2 separate regions of the Mus musculus genome follow, and region 2 is linked to region 1. Evidence: chromatin contacts called from public HiChIP or PLAC-seq data. All regions are on one chromosome and are shown on one strand. Each heading gives the region's core, a stretch centred on a gene start, on an enhancer-like site or on the middle of the called end of the contact. The rest is flanking DNA. Distances are from core to core; before and after follow the strand shown. Region 1 overlaps Osbpl9 (oxysterol binding protein-like 9). Region 2 holds the start of Osbpl9 (oxysterol binding protein-like 9).

The links. HiChIP or PLAC-seq counts read pairs in DNA pulled down with a chosen protein or histone mark.
Region 2: a CTCF HiChIP or PLAC-seq map of the NIH/3T3 cell line shows a contact between it and region 1, with 11 read pairs. The contact joins the promoter of Osbpl9 here to the enhancer-like site in region 1. A contact is called at or near these places in 1 of 39 promoter capture datasets (neutrophils), 1 of 15 datasets of contacts at CTCF or cohesin (the NIH/3T3 cell line), 2 of 115 datasets of contacts at active chromatin or transcription factors (both in embryonic stem cells) and 2 of 9 other capture datasets (adipose tissue and pancreatic islet).

Annotation. Positions count from the first base shown.
Region 1 is chr4:109,144,634-109,149,867 of GRCm38.p6, forward strand. The region is part of intron 3 of Osbpl9 (oxysterol binding protein-like 9); the gene reads right to left. The region is part of intron 1 of Gm52703 (a long non-coding RNA gene); the gene reads left to right. Among named protein-coding and RNA genes, the nearest start is that of Gm52703, 14 kb to the left of the region's middle. Within about 2 kb of position 3,213, at least 85 of the 459 cell types and tissues checked have an H3K27ac peak or open chromatin away from gene starts, as enhancers often do. A contact at or near this core is called in the NIH/3T3 cell line and adipose tissue, where this site is marked.
Region 2 is chr4:109,199,892-109,205,206 of GRCm38.p6, forward strand. It overlaps Osbpl9 (oxysterol binding protein-like 9), which reads right to left and starts at 2,381. Exons shown (of 24, transcript NM_001368727.1): 1 at 2,214-2,381. The coding sequence starts at 2,324. It overlaps Gm46867 (a long non-coding RNA gene), which reads left to right and starts at 2,302. Exons shown (of 3, transcript XR_001784406.1): 1 at 2,302-2,358.

The sequences.
Region 1 (5,234 bases), core at 1,963-4,462:
CTCCACAAGCACGCCCAAAGGCCTTCGTCCCAGGACTTGCTTCTACAGTCTGTCAAATTCACAATTAACAGTAACAATCAGAAGCCTATGCCTTTAACATACATACAGCTCATGGTTATTATTTATTGTCCATCTCTCCTGCCACTGAATACTAGGCTCCACAGAAGCAAGGTTCTTTACTTCTTGACATATCCCAACCAGCTAGAAGTTCATCAGGAAACAATTGCTCAACAAAATATTTGCTGAATGAGAACTGATGAGTCACTGATCTTATTACTAGGCTTTCTTTTCATTTGTTTATTTGTTTGTTTATCTATTTATTTACTGAGGCAAGGTATGTATGTAGCTCTGGCTGTCCTGGAACTCACTATAGAACCCAGGCTGGCCTTGAACTAAGAGATCTGTCTGCTTCTGCCTCCCAAGCACTGAGATTACAGGCATGCGCCACCAGGCCCAGCAAGTTAGAGTTCCTAAGAAATTATTTTTGCTTGATATCTTATTAAATCTTCCATAATTGGCTCCTTCAAAGATTTATTAATAGTTATAGCTGAAGTCTCTAAACTGTCAATGTGCATGTAAATATTTACAAATGTGTTTCTCCTCCACAACGTCTGTTTTGACTATCTAAAGCAATGTCGTGAGTCTCCAGAGCAGAGTCAGCACTATATTAGACAGTTTGCTCATTCAGTCAAAGACAATGAAAAACATGAGCTCTTTTCTATTCATTCATCAATCACATGCTTCTCAGTCATTTTTACTCAATAAAAATCCTTGATATGCAAATATATACTAACACTTAGCTCCTGCAGGGACTGTCTATACTGCTTTAACTTCAGGTTAAAGGACTTTAGGACATGGAATGTAGGAACATTTAAGAAGGCTGTAGTTTTAGAGAACTGACATAGGCATTAATCAGGAAACTGCTCAGATAGCATAGAGACCAAGAAGGGGGCGAGGGAGTAATGGGGAGGCAGTGAGTGTGAGCATAAGAAGGGATAAAGACCCAAGCCACGTTACAGACTTAGGAGACAGAGGAGGAGCGGCCAGTGGACAAAGTGATGGGCCTTTCCATCACACAATACAAGGAGAGGCAGACACAGAACAAGAAAAGATTCAGTTAGCTTGAAAACTGGAGGTAGAGTACCACAACACAGAGAAGAGGGCTGGCAAGCCCCAACTGCTGGAGCCCTCAGGAATCAGAAGAGGACTGTCAGTCCAGGCCAGCCCAGCAAAACCTTAAACAAAACACAACAAAAGAATATACAAGATGAAAACCAAGATGACTCCAAAATTTTTACTTATGGCTTAAAAAGCCTCTGACGTAGTCAATCCTAAAATCTGATAAGCCTCAACTGTCAGAAGTGGTTTGTTTGCTGTTTAAAGTGTGTGCATGCACATGCATGTGTATGTAGGTGTGTGTGCACACGTGTACAAGTTGTGCATGGGGTGTGTGCATTTGTAGGGGGGTCTGCATTTGTATATGTGCATGAACATGTATGCATATATGTGTATGTGTGAAGTCAGGCATTTTCCTCAATCACTCTCTACCTTATGTTAGTCAAGGTCTCTCACTGACGCTAAGCTTGTCACCAGCTTTTCCCATGGGTTCTAGGAATCCAAACTCAGGTCCTCGAGCTTGGGTGGCAGTGCTTTATCCACTGAGCCATCTCTCTAGCCCTAGAAGCTAATGGTACAATACCTGCGTGCAATCCCAGCACTCTGGAAGCTTAGGTGGGAGGATTTGAATTCAAAACCAGCTTGGGATACATAACAAATATCAAGTAAGCCAAAGCCATATTTCAGGACTTGTCTTTAAGAAAATAATAAAAGTTTTACTGAATTTATGAGTAAGAAGTATTCAAATACATGTTATTATGGGAAAAAATGAGAATTTCTCTTTAATGCATTTTGGGATGAGAGGGAAGAGTGGGGCAAAAGAAGGTGATTTTAAGGGGCCAAACCAAGTCTCAGCTCACAAGGAGACATACAGAAGGTCAAAAGGAAAGGAAGATATAATCACTTTACTTGGATTAATAAAGAAAAAAAGGGGAGGAGAAATCAATGCCTATTTAAAAACAAAAAAAGCTGGGCGTGATGGCGCACACCTTTAATCCCAGCACTCAGAAGGCAGAGGCAGGTGGATTTCTGAGTTCGAGGCCAGCCTGGTCTACAGAGTGAGTTCCAGGACAGCCAGGGTTACACAGAAAAACCCTGTCTCTCAAAAAAAAAAAAAAAAAAAAAATTCAGGAAGGAGCTAGGTGTGGCAGCTCATGCCTGAATGACCAGCACTTGGAGAGCTGAGTCAGGGGGATCACCCCTCAGTTCAAAGCCAGTTTGGTCTAGATAGAGTTCCAGGTCCAGACTGCAGGGTGAGACAAGCCAATAAAAATGAAATAATAAGTAAAATTTATGAAAAAGACTAAAACAAAGCAAGTGACACGTGAAAAATGAATCAGCTACTAATTCTTTTGTTTGCTTTTGAAATAAACAAGATCAATTAGATAAGACCTAACAAAGTAACAGAAGCCTACAAGAAATTATAATAATGAATGTATGCTACTTTATAAAATGCTTATACTTTAATAAAATGCTTAGAAAAAACGACATTCTTTAGCTCCTGGGGGGGGGAGCTTTTGTACTTAAAGAGAAGTGTGCGCATGTTCCTGTGGAGTGGAGAAGCGGGAAGGCATTTCTGAATTATCAAGAACAACATTCCATCTGAAGGTTTCATTCTGGCTCCAGTTTCTCCAAGGAATTCTGCTCAGGGCAAACAGCAGCAAGCCACTTCCTCTCTCTTCTATATTTAGCTCTAAGCTGCTAATACAATATCTTTGCCTTTCCTTCAGAAAGGATACACTTCTAGATCAAGACTGTAGTTACAACCCTGCACGTCCCACAAGCTTCAGCCCCATCCTCTAGAAGACAATCTAGACACAGCTATCGAATGTCATCGATTCAGCACTCACGACAAACACAATTTATGTTTATGCAGATCACTGTGCACCATCACCATTTCAGGCACCACTTCAGTTTTCCTAGGAAAACCAAGTTTCTGAACAGAACAAATAACTAGGAAGATGTGTTGGGCTTTTTCCCCTCGAACACTTTGAACTGCTCCCTCTGCTGGCGTAAGAAGAGAACTGTGCAGCATGACCAGAACTGAAAGAAGATGGAGCACAGGTCAATGTCTGACTCCCTGGTCATTAACTCCATTCAGGGAACATCCCCATGCGTCCTGTGGCTAGGCTTCCAAGCCTCCCTAATAGTTGGTGACAGAACTGAGCATGCCTTGTGATGTGACTCACTACCATGTGACCAATGTCCCAGTTAACCTTGCCTCAGTGGGCCCAGGCAGTGTCGACCTCTGCTTGGATATACACTGAGCACAGAAGAACCCTGCGACACCTACTCCCATGAAACACTAATACTGCAATGGGAGAAAGTGACGTGGATACAAAGGGGCTCCGGTATGATAAAATATAAGTCAGAGTGACTGACCCAGAATCACAAGAAAGTAAGGTGGAAACAAACAGTACTGTATAATGAGAATTGTCAATATAAATCTTGGCCCTGTTACTTCCTGCATGTGTGACCAAAAATACAAATTAATACAAGCCTCAAGCCCACCCCTGGATGGTGAGGATAAAAATATCTACCTCACTAGGGTGGGTTCGATCCCTGTGAAGGACCAGCATAACATTAAACTGGCCCTTAGCGGCCAGGCAGTGGTGGGCCACACCTTTGATCCCAGCACTCTGGAGGCAGAGGTAGGTGGATCTCTGAGTTCAAATCCAGTCAGAGTGAGTTCCAGGACAACCAAGGCTACACAGATAAACCCAGTCTCCAGAAATCAAAAACCAAACCAGAATAAAACAAAACTGGATGAAGTAAATTGAACCCTAGAGTTTTCTACATATGTCTAACGGCTTGTAGAAACGTTCCTTTCATTATGAATCTTTACTCTCTCTCTCCACCAGCACACACCAAGCAATGTGCCCCAAACTGAAAAGATTGCCTACTAAGTAAGATCCACAGGTCTCCTCCCAAGGTTATATAATATATAAGCAGCACTTGCTTGAGACAGAAGACTGATGACTGCCTGCAGGGAGCTCTAGCAACTGAAGCTTCCAAGAGTCACCGCCCATGCTGAGATGTGGCTTTCCATGACACATTTCCCTTCAGTTGTCTGTGTTCCCGAAGTAACCCAAATAAACCCCCATTCCCACTTACCGCTCTGCTATGCCCTCTACCGCATGGTACACTAATTATGCCTTGGAAACCATGAGCTGAATGGGATTTCTCACCTTTAAGTTGTTTCCATCAGGTATCTTGTCATGGCTACATAAAAGTTACCTAGTAGCCACAGGAAAAGTTGTTCTTAAACATACACAGGACTGAAGGGTCAAGGAAATGGCATTGTTCTTCCCTTCAGGAAGAAGGACTGGAGTGATAATTAGCGTCATCTTTTCAATACTCTCCTTAGATTGTTACATTGAAAATTTATTTTAGTGAGTAAGAAAAATGAATTGTGGAATAAAATGTAAATTACTAACAAAAATAAAAATGGATTAGAGAGGTAGGTCTAACTGGCTACTCACTATACTGGAGTTCATAATTAAACTTGGGAAGATTATAATTTCAAATATCTAGGGAGGATTGAAAGTAGAAAACAAATTAAGAAGAACATAGGTACACTAGCGAGATCTAATCCTCCCACAGCAATATAACCAACTCCCAACACACGAGTCCAGCTCTATCAACCCACACAAATATCCCGAGTACCACTGAAATTAAACCAGCTAATTACAGAATTAATTAGAGCTGATTCACTTCCTTTACATGAAATGTGTGACTTTTTGTACTGGAAACATTACCACATAAAAATCAGAAACATAACATAACAGAGGAAACATCTTAAGTCAACCCAAGACAGTGACATCTGTTCGCTGGTGATAATGCTGAGCTAACATTGCTCTCAAAGTAGAAGACAGTCAAACCTATAACCATGCTTTAGCCTAATGACTTACCGTCTATTCTAAGCATCTTGGCCATGTGGGTGTGTGCTAAGTTGACTGGTATTAATGCAGTGAAGCACTGATGCACTGATATACTTGATCAATAGGACTTTTTTAAAAATTAAATACTTTTCTTCAGTATTGAGCACTAGGTTGCACTTTAGTAAACAATCAGGCTTTAATGGACTGAGCTGAAAGCAGTGGTTTATCAGGCCAACC
Region 2 (5,315 bases), core at 1,131-3,630, 54 kb after region 1:
GTGATTACCACTCTAGCTTCACAAGATAGTACAATTCCCTGTAAGTAAACAACAGGAGAAATGTTTTAAAACAGCCATCATTGAGAAATATGATCCCCTCTTCCTCTGACAAAGATAATGCTTTAGAGAATCTAATCTCAGAAGGCAGGTATTAAGGAAGAAGAAAGACGTCTATGAAAAACTTCTATTTAGTCAGAAGGACAAGGAGTTCAAACTCTCTAAATCTACAGGACAAGAAGACATAAAAGATTTAAAAAAAAAATCAGGAAAGAAAGAAAACAAGGAAAAAGGATATTTTTATCTGGGCTAAGGGCTCCCTAGAATTTTAACTCTAGGATGGCCCTAGACTCAGACCACACAAATTTTGGGATTTGAAGAGTAACTTAATTCTACAGTGCTACTAATTACTCCATCATGAATATGCTGGCTAGGATCCATAGAGTTTGCTGATTATCACATTTAGTGAAATTTGATATTATTCTTTATTTATCTTAGTCGTGGGATTTCATAATTCTTCAGTTTTTCAAGATAAAATGTGTAGTTGTTCCTTTTCCATCTGACATAGTATGATGTGTGTGTGTTTTTTGTTTTTTAATATATTTGGTTGGGGGTTGTTTTTTGGTTTTGTTTGTTTTGGGGTGTTGTTTGTTTTGTTTTGAGACAGGGTCTCTTTAGGTACACTGACCTGGCTTGACCTTAAAATTAAGAGGCTACATATACAAGCTACTGTATTCAGCTTTGAACAATATGTTTGTGTCTCATTAAAATTTGATCCTTTAAAAATTACGTAGAAGAGAGGCTAGGAATGTGGGTCAGTGGTAAAGTGTTGACCTAGCATTTTCGAGGCCCTGGGCTCCATCAAAAATAAAAATAATAAAGACACAGAGAACATAAGTTCATATCCAAAGAATGATAAAGGTGACCAACGCTTGTAGTTTGGCAGACCTGCCTAACAGCATGTACTTTTCTACTTCCTGTAGCAAAAGAGAAATTTAATGGGAAGCCTGACTCCACCACTTACAGCTGTGTATGTGATCTTGAGCTAATTACTTAAAAGCCTGGAGTCTCAGATTCCAAAACTGTAAAATGGGAGCATTAAATGGGAATAATGAATACCTACCTTGCAAATTTATTAAGAGTAAATGAATTAAGGTGCCCACTAGACTACACTAAAAGCTCGAGAAGAGAGGCAGCGTCTACACAGCTGTCGATTCTTGCTGGAATGAAGACCCGCAGGACAGGAACTCAATGATATTTTTAAATGAATGAATAACTATGTGTCCCTACTTCCCTCATCCACACTAACTCTTCTCCCATAATCGTATTTCTTCGTTTTTCTTCTATCATTTTCTAAAGCCTTCAAGACATTCTATATTTTGTCCTTCTGGGTGCTTTTCTTCTTCTCACGGGCTATTATTAACAATACAGCTCAAAGAAAGTGGCCCCGTTAGTAATTTCTCCAACACCGCCCACCTTCCATTTCTAATGCGAAGGAGGTGGAAGAGGCGGTCAGAACATAGGCTCCACAGCATTTCATCTACCTACCCTGGGCCACTAACTCGCGTCAACAACAGCGAAGTCGGTCCTCTCCAGAACACAACTTTCAGGGCAACTGCACCATCTCTTTCTACATCTCCGCAACCAGAAGACTCGCGCAGAGGGAATCCTCTGCTCTCAAAAGTTACGGAGTCCGTTACACTCGTGCCCCGCTGGAAAGAGGGGTGCATCCCCACAGTAGGACAGCCTTGCTGGACAGACTGATGGGATTTCAGAGCCCACGGTGTGGACGCGGGTCACCTTTGGACCTGGCCAGGTTCCTCTGACCACTGCTCCGAGAAGGCAGCGCTCTTCGAGCCCTGGAGGGAAGCTAAGGGGTGCGGCCAGTGCCCGGGCTGGGGACAGGAGAGACGCACAGTGTGGACAGCTAGGCTGACCTGCCACACCGGGACTACGCCCACCCGTACCTCGTCTCAGCGCAGACCCTACCTAGTCACAGAACCACTCCCTGAGACACCCGGCTCGCCCCCGGCCCATAAATCAGCCGGCCGGCGCTGCTCACTGGCTGGGTCCGCATCTCCCTTCTGGTCATTGGCTACCCGCACGCAAAGCCCTCCTCCACAAGGGAACCTCGCGTACGGCGGTCTCTCAGCGGAGCACCCCCGCCCCGGCTCCGCGTAGCTCGCCGTCCCAGCAGCGCGGCCTCAGCCACTCACCGTGTAGTAGGAGAGCAGCCCTGCATTGTAGTCCAGCACGAACCAACGATACTGCCATCCCTTCATCACGTTAGTCCATTTGCTCAGCGGCCCTTCCACGATGGACGCCATCTTGGGAGCCGCCAATGACAACAAACGGCCTGACGTCAGTCGCCTATATGGCATTCGGCATGCAGGGGGCGGGGTCTCCGAGAGCCTAGGCGGGACCAGGGCGTGAGTGGGCGGGGCCAGGTGCGGCTCCTCTGTGCAGCTGGTGGACCCACGCCCCTGGCAATCCTAGTCAAGCATGCTTTGTTTCTTTCTCTCTTCGCCTATTGTGTATAGGGCGGGCTGTTATGGAGGCAGAAAACTGAGAAAGCGAGCGTGAATATTTAGATTATTTATCCAAAACAGGCGTGAAGGTGGATACCTGTAATCCCAGCACTTGGGAGACCAGAGGATCGGTAGTTCAAAGCCAGACTCAGCTAAGTAAGACTGACAAAAAAAAGAAAAGAAAAAAAGGAGAGAAGGAGAAAAGGGGAGTGGGGGGACAGAGAGACGGAGGGGAGGGGGGTTTAGAGGTGGGTGTAAGGGAGGGAGGGAGAGACAGACAGACAGAGAGAATAAGAGAAAAACATCTTCAAGAGGATCTGGAGGGTAGGGGAGCACACAACTGCCTGTAACTCCAGGCCATCAGAACTGAGGGTACCAGCACTTAGGAGCAAATATTCCCACCCCACTCAGACATACTCACTAAAGTACATATAACTAAAACTAAATTTTTTTTTTGTAAGTTCAAGATAATCCTTGACTACATAATGAGTTTGAGAGTAGTGGGTGCTACATAAAACTTTTTTTTAAATTGTAACATAAGTTTTGTTGGGTTTTTTGTTTTTTTTTTTTTTTTTTTTTTTTTTTGGAGACAGAGTCTCTTTTGCAGCCTTGGCTGTTCTGGTATTTGCTATATATAGGTAGACCAGGCTGTCCTCTAACTCACAGAGATCTGTCTGCTTCTGGGCTTGGGTTAAAGGTGAGAGCCACCACACCTGGCCAAAGAATTCTATATTTAAGAACCTAGTGATTGGGAAAGCTGGAGAGATGGCTCATCATCGGGTAAGCACTGACTGCTCTTGCAGAGGTCCTGAGTTCAATTCCCAGCAACCACAGGGTGGCTCACAACCATTTGTAATGAGATCTGATTCCCTCTTCTGGTGTGTCTGAAGACCAACTGTGTACTCACATACATAAAATAAATAAATAAATCTAGAAAAAGAAGGGGAAGAAGAACCCAGTGATCCTCTTTTGGCCTCCCTGGCCCCAGACATGTATGTAGTACACAGATATGCATGCAGGCAAAAAGAACTCATATACTTCTTGTTTTGTTTTGTTGTTTTACTGTAGAGAAAAATCTAGGGCTTTGTGCATGCCAGGAGAACATTCTACCCCTGCTATATTAGTCAGGGATCTTTAGAGTAAAAATACTTACAGAATGAATATATTTGTGTATATATAGAGAGATCGATAGATATACACACACACACAGAGTGGGATTTATTACAGGATGTGATTAAGCAAAGACAACAATGGCTGCCTATGCATAGAAAATCCAAGAAACTAGTAATTGGATGTCTCAGCTAGCTAGTCTTCTGTGTATGCCAAAATCTGGAAAGAATAGGCCCTAATGCCAGTGAAGTAATGGACTTGCTAGCAAAAGTGAGAGACGTAGGCAGAAAAGGAGAAAGCGTCCTTCTTGATGCCCTATTTATAGGTTTCCAGGAGAAAGTGTGGCTCAGACTAGAGGTGGATCTTCCCACTTCATATCATCCAGTTAAGCAAAAATCTACCACAGGTGTGCCCAGCCATGTTTGGATTTTAGTTAATTCCCGATGTAGTCAAGTTGACAACCAAGAATAGCTATCAGACCTGCCTTTTCTTAAGAAAACATAGATCATTCTTGACACCTCACAAGAGACCACCCCCAATGTCCATTTATGTATTTGTTACACAAACCACACACTTAATAACCATAGTCTGGGAATATAGCCCAGTAGCAGAGTGCTTGCCCAACATATGTGAGTCCCTAAATTCAACTCCCAGAATCAGGGGACTGTACTTAAGCACACATGCTGTTTTGCTCTATGCACTCTTTTAAGGCTTTGAGAACATTTGCAGAAGGTAGAAAGGAAGGCAAGGATAAACAACAAAATCTTTGATGTGTGAGTTACAAATTGTTAAGTGCTATGGGAAAAAAAATAAAGGGAAGAGGGGTTGGGCCTGAATGAGAAGGGAACTTTCTCAAAGCTTTATACATGTATACACAATCAGCTATACCCTCATAGCTCCTACCTCTCCCCTTTCTTGCCTCTCCCCTCTCATTAGTCTCATTTGTCCCTCTACACAGTTTTACTTCTGTGTTCAAGTGCTGGGATCTTCTGTAATGGAAGCAAATACTAAGAAAGTAAACAGGAAAGTTGCCCAATACTGAGATTCCAGAGATGCCTCAGCTGATACAGTGCTTGCTGCATAAGCAAGAGGACATGAGTTCAGAGGCCTCACACCCACACAAAGGCCAGGTGCATGTCTGTAGTCCCAGTGCTGGGAAGATGAGACAGGAAGTTCCTTGGGGATTTCAGGTCAGCTAGTCCGGCAGAATTGGTGAGATATAAAATCAGTAGCAGACTGTGTCTTTAAAAAAAGAAATGTGGGGCCTGGGAGCTCAATGTGGCAGGGGTGAGTGGGGTGCGGTGGGGTGGATGGGGTGGGGTAGGGCAGGGTGGGAGGAAACATGCCTTTAATCCCAGCACTTGGAAAGCAGAGGCAGGTGGATGTCTGTGAGTTCAAGGCCAGCCTGGTCTACAGAGTAAGTTCCAGGGCTACACTTAAAAACCATGTCTTGAAAAAAAGAGGCTCAGTGGGTTAAGATACTTGCCACCAAGCATGATGACCTGAGTTTGACCCCTGGGACCCACATGCTAAATAAAAGACAGAACTAACTGCCTTTAATCCCAGCTCCAGGGTATCTGACGTTGTTTTCTGGCCCTCCTTAGACACTGCACTCACACAAACAAAACCCTGTGAGTTTGTGCTCAGACACACACATATACACATACTTAGAAATAATTT